Regions from separate parts of the Anas platyrhynchos genome. Here region 2 is linked to region 1. The links are chromatin contacts, called in public Hi-C maps. All regions are on one chromosome and are shown on one strand. The core of a region is the stretch at or near the end of the contact, and the rest is flanking DNA. Distances in the headings are between cores, read along the strand shown.

The links. Hi-C and Micro-C count contacts between places; a contact is called where the count stands out from the background.
Region 2: a Hi-C map of liver shows a contact between it and region 1, with 5 times the contacts expected there. The contact joins the promoter of LOC113843797 here to the enhancer-like site in region 1. A contact is called at or near these places in 3 of 8 Hi-C or Micro-C datasets (liver, skeletal muscle and subcutaneous adipose tissue).

The regions. Positions count from the first base shown.
Region 1 is chr5:27,935,602-27,941,428 of IASCAAS_PekinDuck_T2T, reverse strand. No RefSeq gene overlaps it. Among named protein-coding and RNA genes, the nearest start is that of DUSP8, 3.0 kb to the right of the region's middle. Within about 2 kb of position 2,083, at least 4 of the 8 cell types and tissues checked have an H3K27ac peak or open chromatin away from gene starts, as enhancers often do. A contact at or near this core is called in subcutaneous adipose tissue, where this site is marked.
Region 2 is chr5:27,981,631-27,987,734 of IASCAAS_PekinDuck_T2T, reverse strand. LOC113843797 reads right to left here and starts at 4,230. Exons shown (of 8, transcript XM_072038519.1): 1 at 3,696-4,230; 2 at 2,550-2,712; 3 at 1,522-1,619; 4 at 1,350-1,439; 5 at 393-562; 6 at 1-215. The coding sequence starts at 2,656. SYT8 (synaptotagmin 8) reads right to left here. Exons shown (of 9, transcript XM_027459394.3): 7 at 5,951-6,068; 8 at 5,705-5,838; 9 at 5,169-5,619. The coding sequence ends at 5,386.

The DNA of each region.
Region 1 (5,827 bases), core at 834-3,333:
CTGCTGTAGGAAAGGGTTTCGCTGGTACAGTGGTGCAGGGAGGAAGGCAGACTGAGAAAAGCTTATTTTATGGCAAATAAAGCTGTGTGACGAGGGCACTCGGAGCTGAGAGCTGAGTGTGGCTCGCAGCTGCCAGTATGGCCCTGGGGCTCTGTGGGCTGCAGCCGGGGCTGGGGGCACGGCCGGGGTGCAAGGTGGTGGGAGGAAGGCAACGTGCCCAAGACCCCAAGGGATGGCAAGGCTCAGAGCATGTCAGGCATGCTCAGGCTGCCCACCACCCCTCCACATACCTTTTATTTTCCTTTTCTGATGCAGCTTTGTTGAATTTCACCCGTCGGTTGAAATAACTTACTGTCCCCGGAGAGCCCCAAAGCCTCCGGATGAAGCCCAGTGTGTTAAGGGCAGATTTCTTCTTGGGACAGCCCCACAGTGCTGAGAAGGAAGGCACCTTCTGGGGAAGTCGCACACCCCCTAAACCGAGTGCTGCTGTACTTCTGTAAGACGGTCAATAAAGATACCTCCGATGTCTGGTCTGCTGCGCTGGCTGCTCGGGTTGTCCTCCCTTCTCCTGCTCTGCGCATGAAGAGAAAGAGAAAAATGCCTCAAATGAATGGCAAGGCCTGGCCTGAAACCCAAAACGTGTGGGGCAGATTTAGGTGTCACTGCAGGACTAAAGCAGGAGGCACCTCCTGAACTAGCAAAAACTGGGGAAGCGCATCGCCCGCTGCGAGCCCTGCGGTGGTTTTGCAGGGAGCCAGCCCCAACCGCTCACCCTGCTCGGCACATGCAAAAAAAAAGTAATATAGAAAATCAGGTAAAATCAGGGCTGGCAAAATGGGAAGCAACCCAAAGGCAGCCTCTCCTGCCTTTAACCGGCGTGACAAATGGGCTGCCAGCATCTTCCCCCGACGGACTGCCTCTTTAATGAACCAGGGGGAGCACAGCACTGACTCCGCAGCATTTTTGCATGCACAAACTGTCAGGGATGGACAGGGTGGACTATTATCAGCAGCCCTCACGTTTATTATTTGTTGCTGGCAACACCCACCTTGTACGAGGCATCTCTGTGCCAAGGCTGAAGTGTGCTGCGGCGGGGCTGAGGTGCGCTGCAACCCTGAAAATTGGTTGGGTCTGTCTTTATTTTATTTTATTTTATTTTATTTTATTTTATTTTATTTTATTTTATTTTATTTTATTTTATTTTGTTTTGTTTTGTTTTGTTTTGTTTTGTTTTGTTTTGTTTTATTTTATTTCTGATTTTATCTTTTATTTTTATCTTTGAGGGAACAAAGGAAAGAAAAGCAGCAGCCAAATATGACAGGTACTCTCATCGTGTGTTTTTTTTTTTCTTTTTTCCCAATTGTACAGGAAAATTCTGGAATTTCAGGGTTTGCCAAGGCTGCCACCCAACATAACAGAAGGGAGGATTTCAAGGGCTGCTTCTCTGCCTTTTCACTTCTGCCACTCACAACTTCGCTGGGCGCTCTCCAGCTCGCACCTTTTTTTGGCTGCGAAGCCGCAGCCTCTGTTGCATTCAGCAGCAGGAGTGAAAACCAAGTGGAGGGGGAGGAAGAGAGGAGCCGTCAGATGCTTGGGAAGCCGTTTGGTATCGGGAAGGAGCGATGGTCGCATTGCCACATGGAGATTTAATTGTATTCCTCCAGGAAATTTAGCTTGGCAGGTTGATGAGGATTTCTTTTTTTTTTTTTCTATTTCTTTAGCTCAAGAGGGGGGAAATGGGAAGGAGGGGGGGGAGGAGATTATTTGCCACTAGTCAGTATTGTTAGGTGGTGCCTAAAATATTGCTCCTAGTTTGGGGCCCCCATACATGACAGGCTTTTGGTGGGGGCTCAGGAAAGGCTGCCGAGGCTGGTGAGGGAAGGAGAGGCTGAGCCTGGAGAAGAAACGGCTTCAGGGAGGACCTCGGAGCATCCCCACCACCCAGCAGGAGCTGATGGAGACACGGAGCTGACTTCTTACACACCACGAGGTCCTTCCCAGACCAACATCTGCTCCTTGTGGTCTCTGCAGACCGAGGAGCTGCAGCTCCTGCCTGCCTGCAGCCGTGCTGCGGGATGCAGGCAGAGGGCTCCCGCACACCGCTCTGCCGTGATCCCTGCAGCCCAGCCCCGTCAGCAAACCAAGGAGGACGAGAAGGTGGCTTTGGGCACCAGGAACCTCTTGAAATCACCCTGCGAGACCGCACGGGGCAGAGGGGTGTGGGTGCCCTGGTGTGTGAGCAAACACGGCCACGCTTACGCAAGCCCCGGGCTGGGTGATGCCACCTCCGTGCAAAGGCTGCCGAGCCAGTTCGCAGGCAAATCCCAGCTGGGTTAAACTGGTTTGGATTTCCTCCCGGCAGCAAACGTGACCCCGTGGCTCTCCTACATCTACACGGGCTGGCTGTGATAAATAGGGCAAGCTGCAGCGTGGCGCTGGCGGCTCATTCGGGGAGCGACCTCCCAGCCCGGCCCAGCAGCTCTGCGTTCCCACGGGGGCAGAGCTGCCAGCCCCCAATTTTGCATCGACACCCAAATTACAGCACAAAGGGGGGACCTTCCCAAAGTCCCCTCACCACTGCGTTTTCAAAGCTGTCTCGTTGGGCTTCGCGGAGCTGCAGCCACGCCAAGTGCCACTGGGTCCTGGTCGGGCTTGGGAGCTGGGCACCGAGGCACCGCTGGAACTGCAGACCTGCCGATGCAGGGGGAGAAGTGGGGTGCTGATGGAGCTGCCTCTGCTCCCCTCCCCATGCCGGTATTCGGGGCAGGATCGTGCTGCACAGATCCTGCGGCACCCAGCTCGCCGCCCGGACCGGTGCGGGGAAGGAGGGGGAGGCACAGATGGCAGCAGATGCTCTCATCAGTGAAAACGATTTAAGCGACGTAGGAAACAACAACAACAAAATCCTAGCAACTGGTGAGCAGCTGAACAAAAACCTGCAGAGGGGCAGGGAAAAAGGGTCTGGAGCTGACAGAGCCCTCACCCCTGCGCTCAGCCGGGCTGGTTCATACGCAGCAAGGAGCAGTGGGAGAAGAAAGAGGGAAGACCATGCCTTGCCCCCAAGGAGCATGGGGCAAGGATCCTTTATTAAGGCCTGGCTGTACAGAAACCAAACCATTTAGCACCTCTCTCCTTCCCCTGGCCCCGTCCTCTGCCTCCTGCTGCCCTCGGAGGTGTGAGCGTGACCCCGGGCAGCTTCTGGCACGCCAAAAAGTGAATTCCTCACTCGGCCTCACTTTCCAGGGCAAAGCCACGTGAGTGACCACAGCAGTTCAGCCCGCAGGGAGAAGGGCCAGCCGTGCTAAGGGTTGTCACCGCAAAGCCTCTAGGAGAGCTAGCTGCCACCACCAGCTTTGCATCCTGCAGCGTGCTTGCTCCATGCCCAGTACAAAGGTCCCGCTCCTCCCATCCCCTGCCTTTGACCCCTGCTCTGTGCCAAGGGAATTTACTCAACGCACGACTTTGTGCTGCCTTCCCCTTCTCCCTTTGGCAGCAATGCCTGGCAGCACAGAGCCAGGGCTGCAGAAGGAGCACTGCTGCAGCACGGAGAGGAGCAGCACGGTGTGCAGACCCCCAGCCTCACACTGCTGCAGTCGACCCACTGCGCGCTCGCTGCTTCTGCTCCATGCACGCGCCGCAGCCAGTGCCCTGGAAGTGCTGAGCCACGCCAGGCACGTGCAGATATTTTTCTTCTTGGGGAAACCAAGACAGATAGATACGCTGTGCAGCTCTCCCTGCGAGAAACGAGGCTGCCTCGTGATGCTGCTTGGGGCTTTGGCCTGCTCACACACTCTGCAGAGCGTGGTGACACCGTTTGGGGCTTTGCAGGAGGCAGGCAGCAAGCGGGGCTCCCCCGGGCATCGCTCCTCCACGCAGGCTGCGCCAATAGCCCGGCACACAGCACCAGCCGAGAGTAAAAAATGCACATATTTGTGTGTTTAAAGCAAGTGCAGGTTGGTGAACAAGTCTCTCCTTTTTTGACGGACTCGTCGGTTTGGCAGCAGTTTCTTTCTCTCGGTTTTTAGTTTCGCACTTGGCCTGCGATGGCAATTACGGGTCTTGGAAAACGTTTTAGCAAAAACTATTACGTGTGCGAGCGCAACTTGCATTCAAACCACGTAGCTGGGATGCAATCAATCTTCAGATGCGCCTGAAATCTGGGGAAGAAGAAAAAGCAGAGTGAGGCAAAGAGGGCGAATTCTTTTTGAAGTGCTTTTTATCCGAAATAAAGCGCTCCCCGTCAGCAACGAGCAACTGGCCCCAGTGTTTTTGCTCATTCTGAGCATGCTGGGGAGGGGGGACCTGGCCCCTGGCGGTGACAATGGCTTCACATCTGGTACATGGGAGCCGGGAGCACGACGCTGCTTTGTTCTGCCCGTGTGTGACCATCACAGCACCGTCACAGCTCTCCCTGCTTCATTTCCCCTGTGTGACATAGGGATGATGAGGGTCTGGTGAGCATGGATGAGCCCCCACAAGCCCTGCCCTCGGCTGAACTCCGTGCTGATGGAATCGCAGAGCGGGAAGCCCTTGTCGGCGTAGCCATAACCACGACTTTCAGGTCGGACTGGGTTGGGATCTAAATTGGGTTCGCTCGAGGCTTTGGGAGTCAGGTGAAGTTTTGCAAGCCTCCCTCGCCACCTGCTCCCGGCCCCTGCAATCCTGGCAGTGGTTTAGCGCCCATGAATCATTTGTTTTGCTTTCTCCCCTCAGCCCAGCACAGCAACAGTGGGTGTGGGAGAGCTGCCCAGCCGTGGGCCTGAGCATCCCATAAGAGCCATGTCCCCCGCGTCCCCTGGCCAGAGGAGCATCTCCCCCTTTCCTCCTGTTTGCTGCTTGCTCTGCAGGTCAGATCTCAGCAGGAATTAGCAGCTCAGCCTGTCCCTTTTTTTTCCTTCTTTTGCCCCTGCAAAGGCATCTTTCTTAATTTCCTTAACCCACGAGTGCTCCAGAGCAGGTAGAGAAGCGAGGCCCTGTGCTAGCACAGCACCTTCCCACCAGATGTGCTACCAGGACCTAAACCCACACAATTTAGAGGCACGTGGTGGAGTAACCCTGGTTTTGCAGAATTTTCCCCACCAACACATGTTGGACTGATTTTTGTGCCAGCAGAAGAGGAGACAGCGAGATTTTTAGCACCACGGTGTGTCCCAGCAGCCGGGGCTCTACCCCCTTGGTGCTCTACAAAAAAACGACGCCGCGTGTTCGGAGAGAAGAGAGTTAATTCCAAAACGCCCGGCATCCCTATCGGCAGCGGGGAGGAAGGTTCCCTTCATTTCCTAAGCACCAGCAAAGCTTCTAAACCCTAATCCCTCGCTAAGCTGGAGCTGCCAGGCCACATCCAAGGACAAACCCCCAGCTCCGTCCTCCACCTGCACATGGGGTCGCGTGGCCTCCACGTCCTTCTGAGCTGTGGGGTGATGGAGGCCGGGCTGAGGCCAAGCTTTCACACCGTATCGACCTCCATCCTCGTGCCTCCATCAGCCTCGTGTTGTGTTGGTCTCCATCGAGCCCATCTTTGGTGACCACCAGCAGAGTGCTGGGTGAGGCTGGCAGCGGGGACCAGAGGCTGGACCCCAAAAAAGCCTCTGGGGTGGCTGTTAACACCCAGATCTCGACAGCGGGAAGGCCGGCCTCCCTCAAAGCACCTCCACCTGCCCTCCACTTCGGGGTGGGGGACACCCCACCTCTGCGCACCCCCCTTAGCATCCTCTCCGCGCCTCCCCGCGCCCGCGGGGCTGCCGTCACCCTGCCCAGCTCCTGCCGCGCTGATTGGCTGCGGGTGACGTCAACGCTTTTTTTTTTTTTTCCTTTTTTTTTTTTTTTT
Region 2 (6,104 bases), core at 2,981-5,480, 44 kb before region 1:
GGGCCAGCACAGGGCAGAGGGATGGAGCCAGGCCCAGAGCCCTGTGACAGCGGTGAGAAGAGGGGGAAGCGGCTGGCAAGCTTGGCCTCGGGAGGGGAGGGCGATGGATGAGGCAGGAGAGAAGGAGGGGAGGGGCTGGGTCTGAGGGCACAAGGAAGGGATGCCAGAACTGGGGAGCCCACACTGCCGGCTGGTCTGCTATCAGCCTCCTCCACCTGCAAGACAGGGAAGGACCGGTGAGAGCGCAGAAACACAACTCAGCTGCTCGGGCAAGGAGACGCGAGCAGGCATTGGGACCCCAACCCACCCACAGACAATAGAGCCCTGAGGGCCTTGCACATCCCCAGTACTCGAACACCCAGCAGAGATACGGGCATGCAGCAGGTGCCCACCTGGACCCCCAGACCACTCCGCCAGCCCTGGTTGGGGCCATCCCTTCCTGCTGACGGTGACCAGCGGGGTGACCGGGGTGTCCTGCCAGGCTGCGGGGCTGCAGACACCACCTCCCCGGGCTTCTCTCCTCGTGCCTCACTGTTACTCGTCATCAGGTTTGGGCAAGAGCCTGGAGGAACAGAACAAGTCAACACAAGGGCTTTCATGAGCAGCAGCAACATCTGCCCTCTGAACCTGCCTCCAGCGATGGAGAGGACACATTGAGAGCCAAGGTGAGGGGCCCTGAGCTCAGGGCTCACTCCTCGCTGGAGCTTTTCCCACTGCCATCACGTGCACTTAGGCAGAAGGTGCCTTAGCTCCTGCCCTTGGAAAAGCCAACAGCTAACCCCTCGGACCAGCACTGATGTACCCAGGAGGTGATCCATCTGGCATTCCCACCGAGCCTGCCCCAGGGTAGAATTACTGCAGCGACCTGACACCTGGGCACGGTGTCCCTGTGTCTGCACGACCTCAGAGCCTGCTAGAGACCAGAGCAGGAGCCAGGACATGTCTGGAGAGCAGATTGAGACCTCCGTGTGATTAAATGAGTAAGGTTTCAGCATGCCTCCACACCCAAAATGGCTTTCAGGCTCTCCACGCCAAAATGAGGCTGCAGCAAGAATACTTTGTTAGAGTAAAAGTAATAACATAATGTGAAGTGGCAACTGAGATCAAAAACAAAGGCAATAGAGCATAAAGCACTTCCCTCCCCAAGGTTAGCAACTGCCCTGCAAACCAGTGGCCACATCAGTTATGATCCTTTAGAAATTATCCACTTCGACCCCACTGTTGTTTTTTCACACGTGGTTTTGTTATTGTTTGGTGCTTTTTATTTTTTCCCCAAGTACCACGTGAGCCAAGAAAACACATTTTTAGAAAAAACAGCAGTGATGAAGCCCCTTGGCAGCCTCACCCACCTGTGCAACACCGCGGGAGAGCCACGGGAGAAGACAGCCGCCAGGAGATGGGCCTCTGCAAGGTCCTCTGGAGGTGCTCCATGATTCGGCCTGGGGAGGGAAGGGATGAGCACAGAGTGCTGAAAAACTCCGCACCCAGCTGAGAAGTCACTGGAGGCAGGCACCCACTCACCTGTGACGCCCTTCTTCTTCAGGGGGCACTTTCTGCCCTCCAGCATGACGGCCACAAGGTCCTTGTGCTGCTTCTCCGGGGGCTCCATGCTGCCAAGCCTGAAATATGGAGAAGCAGGAGGTTTGGGTTTCTTTCTGCCTACAAAGCTGAGATAGAAGGAGCTGTGAGGGAGCAGGGTGATCTCTGCACCCCCATTATCAGCCCTGGGGTGTTCAGGATGGAGGCATCCCATGGTGGAGGTGCTCCTGGGGACACCTCCATGGCATGAGTGATCCAGGAGCAACGTGAGCCCAGGCTGGGGCAGGAACAGCCCCAGATACCAGAGCCTCAGGAGCAGGCAGTCACAGTGGGAAAACGAGTGGGAGTAGAGATAGGAAAAGGGGCAAGGGATAGGACACTTTAAAAACCTTCATTATCTGCAATTTAAAGGCAAGTATTTCTGAAAGTGGGATGAAAAGGTGACGGCTTCCAGAAGCCAGCAGAACAGTGATTGTTCAGCACCTCCAAAGAGGTCAGTTTTATCAATGCAAATATTTGATGTCCCAGCACTCAGTCTTTTAATTCCCTTGAATGTACAACCCTAGAGAAACCTCTGCACATGGGTCAAGCTAGCTGCCCCCAGAATCCGGGCGTAAAACCTTTACAGCTCACAGACCCATGCACCCCTTTCTTCAGATACCTGCGTGCCTCAAGGCACAAACTATGAGCCACAAACTACGAGCCACAGGGTGCCGGCAGCACAGCACCCAGCTATCGGAAGCACCCGGAGGGGAAGGGGATGGGGAAAGGGCAGAGGATGGGAAAAAGTGAAGGGGGTCGGGAAAGGGCTCCCTGCCCCTCCAAGAAACCAGCAGCCTCACCCAGGGCAGGCCCGCTCCCCCCGCTCGCAGTCCAGCACAAAGACCCCCGCTCCTCCCTCCTTCCCGTGCCCCCCAGCTCTTCCCAATCCCCCTTCCCCACAGCAGCAGCCCCACACAGCTCGGGACCCTGCCCCAAAACACCCCCCACGCCCAGCCCTGGGGCTTTACCGTGGGCAGGGGCACGATGCCAGCGCCTGTGGGGCCGGGACCCCCGTCTCGCACCCCAGGGAGCAGCAGCAGCGGGGCAGCCTGGGAGATGTAGTTTCGGGAAGCATCCCGCTCTTGGCATTTTTATTTATTTATTTATTTTTAAAATCAACTTTCTTTCTCTCTGAAACCACAAAAAATGTACTGTAAAAGAAAAAAACCTACAGCCTGCATAACGCCCTGTAAACCCAGGAGCTCGGGAGTTTTAGAGGAGGAACTCTTTGCGTGGCAAAGTTTCACCATAGGTTTTTGAGATAAATATTCATTAACTAGCATCATTATAAAATGGGCACACTTACTCCTTGTGAGAGAAGCTTAGATAGTCTCCAGTGCTCAAAAACTGTGAGACCAGCCAAAAAAAAAAAATTTTGAGGCTGGAGGACAGCCAGCACATAGCCAGGCTGAACGATGACAGCCCATAATCATTTTTGTCTCACGGCAGACGAATGGTGACAAGCATGTATAATGCTCAGCATTCGCCTGGTACAGCTCTCCAGGCTGGTTTCCTAAAGCACAGGGACCAATAATCATAAAATCACTGAGTGAGGGAATAATTCACTGGGGAGGGACTCCTGGAGGTCGCCTGCTGCAGCCCCAGCCCAGGGCATGGCCACCAGCGGGGTTAGATCCGGAGCGAGGTCCTGCTCAGAGCCAGTGTTCATTTGTAGAAGGAGACCTCATGAGGAGGCCAAGCTCTGGCTGGGAGCACAGATGGCCAAGCCCCAGATCCCAGCACGTACCTGCCCTGCCCTCTAGATGCAGACACGGGAATCCAGCACAGGCACAGGCTGAGGTTGGTTTCCCTCTCACCCAGCAGTGCTCCCCATTGCGCCTTCCACCAGGGCACCCTCCTCCTGAGGCTCATTTCCACGCTCAGCCCTCCCAGGAACATCGCTTGGGCAGGAGGCATGGGGTGGGCAGGGGGACAACGGGCCATGGGGACGTGTTGGTGGGGATGTAAGGAGAGGGAAAAGCAACACCAGAGCTAGAAAGCAGCCCTGGCAGGGCATTAAAAGCCAGAGCTGAGTGGATACTATCCCCACCCAGGCACCTTTCCCTCTTGAGCAAACACCTCTGCCGGTGGCTCTGTACCTCCCCGAGGCTCACCTGGGGCAGCACGGAGCCTGCCCAGCTGGGTGCTCGCTCCCGGGGTCCCCAGCTGCCCCAAAAATCTCCCCCAGAGCTGCTCCCTTCTGCAGAGCCCCTCCCAGCTCGGTTTAAGGCTGAGGGTTTAATTCACCCAGTGTCCTTTTGCAAGCATTTCTCAGGTGACTGATTTCCTCCTCCATTTCCTTAAGGGCAGCCAGATGATGCTGTTTTCCCAGCAGAAGCCCCACTCTCCTTGTCACAGCCATCCCAAAACAACCCTGTCATTCCTCCCCTCACCACGGCCGCAGCGAAGCCCGGGTAACATTTATTAAACAGCAGACATGGTGGCTTTTTATAGTTAAGCTCAGGTCATTAATCTCTATCGAGAGCTTCCATAATCTTCTCCAGCTTCACCGTATTTGTTTAACTCTCTCGTAGTCACTCTGCGGAGCCGGGGATAATTGCAGATTAACCGCTTTTCAATATTAATGGCTCTTCATTAATGCTTGGGGCTCTCCCCCTCCAGAGCCCACGGCTTCCCACAGGCTGCCCAGTGCAAATTACTTTCCTTTTGTTTTTTGAGGCCACATGCAGTGATACAAGCCCAAATCTCTGCCGTGCTGTGGCTGCTTTGATGCAGAAGGCCAGGAGAAGGGAGGTTTTCTCCCAGAACATTTCAGAGCAGGAGCAATCCCCTCAGGTGGGAATGGGAAGGGGTCAGGCACTATCTGAGCCAATCTGGCTTAACTCTTCTCAGCTGAAGCAAAGAGGCTCTCCCTTATTAGCTCCTTGAAATACTAATTCGGGGAGCTAGGAGGCTCCTGGGCTTTGGAGTTAGCCCAACACAGGGAGCTTCCACCTGCAGAGGGCTCAGAGGAGCCACCCTGTCCCAGGAGGCATCTTTCCTTCCATATCCCACATTTATCTCAAGGCCCCTCGAGGCAGGACAGGGGAGCACAAGCAGACTATGCAAAACCCACCCTGAACTGAGATGAGGGCTGCAGCCCAGCCTTCATCAGCACAGGGTGGCCAAAGCATAAAAGCAAGAGGACAAGGTGCACGCTCAGCACCACCCCACCCCAGCAGCACCTCCAGGTTTGGGGTTAAAACCCTATGGACTCAGCTCTGTAGGACCACATGGGGGTGGATGGAGCCAGCACTGCAGGGTCCTTAGGGATGGTTGCTGGTGAGTCGCAACCCCCAGGACACATCTCAGGGTGCACAGCCCAGCACGGGCCAAAGTCAGGCCAGGAACAGGCTAAGAGTGAAGCTGCATGGACAACCAGGGGCTGATTTCGCTGTTTCTTTTAGCCTCTTGCCAGGACACAAAGTGTGCTGATCACAGAGTCAGTAAAGAGTTAGTCCTGTGTCTCCAATGCCTTCCTTATCAGCCCATCCTCTTCCTCTCCCCCCAAGCCTCTTAGGGTGGTTCAAGATCTTGGTCTCAGTTAAAAACCCTCAAAAATTAAGTTAAAAACTTTAAAAAATACCCAGGGACTCGGTGTTTTCCAATGAACCTTTCTGTATTTGTCCCCCCAGCCTGCGAGGGGCTGGGACAAGCCGGACCCATATCCACACCTTCCCCTCCAGCATCCCCCCGGTGCAGAGCAGCCCTGCTCTGGCATTGCCCAGGGCACGAGCTGCACCAGCAGCCAGCTCCTCTCTTGGTCAAGAAGAGCCCTCAACCCATTTGGGGCTCTCACCCCCTCTATCTGGTGGCCAGGGGCAGCTTGAGGTGGGACTTCAGCCCCAGGGCTTTGTCCACCACGTCGGCGGGCTGCAGGCTGTGCCACTGGGCCAGGGGCCGGCGCGGGTTGGCCAGCATGTCGGACCAGTGCCGCAGCTGGTTGCCCGTGGCCCGGCAGCCCAGGAAGAGTTTGCCGATGGGCTCGTTCTTGGTCACTCTGTCGTAGTCCCAGACAGAGATGACAACATCCACGTTCTGGTGGAGACAGGAGAAAGAGCATCAGTCGGACCTGCACCTGCCCAGGGACCTGCTCAGAGCTGGGCACTGCAGGGAAACCCACCTGAATCTGATTGAAAGGCACCTCAAACACAAACACCTCATTGAAGTAAGGGCTCAAGGTGTTTTTCTTCACACTTGTTGTCTTCTTCTTCCATTTCTTCCTGTTCAGGATGAGATGCACCTTGACAAAGGGATCTGAGGAGAGAGAGGGGACAGTTCCACACCAAGATCTGCAAAGCCCTGAGAGCTCTTGGTGCTATCATTAGCACCAGGTAGGGAGCCGTGAGCATGAGCAGCCCCTGCCAACCTGCCAGCCCATGGGAGTCCATCCGTTTCAGCTTCTTGGCTTCCAGGATGAGCACCGTCAGCTTGCCGGTGCTGGGGACATAGCGCAGTGAGAAGCAGATGTCTCCCAGCCGCTCTTGCTGATGGAGACATGAGCAATGAGCAGGGGTACCCAG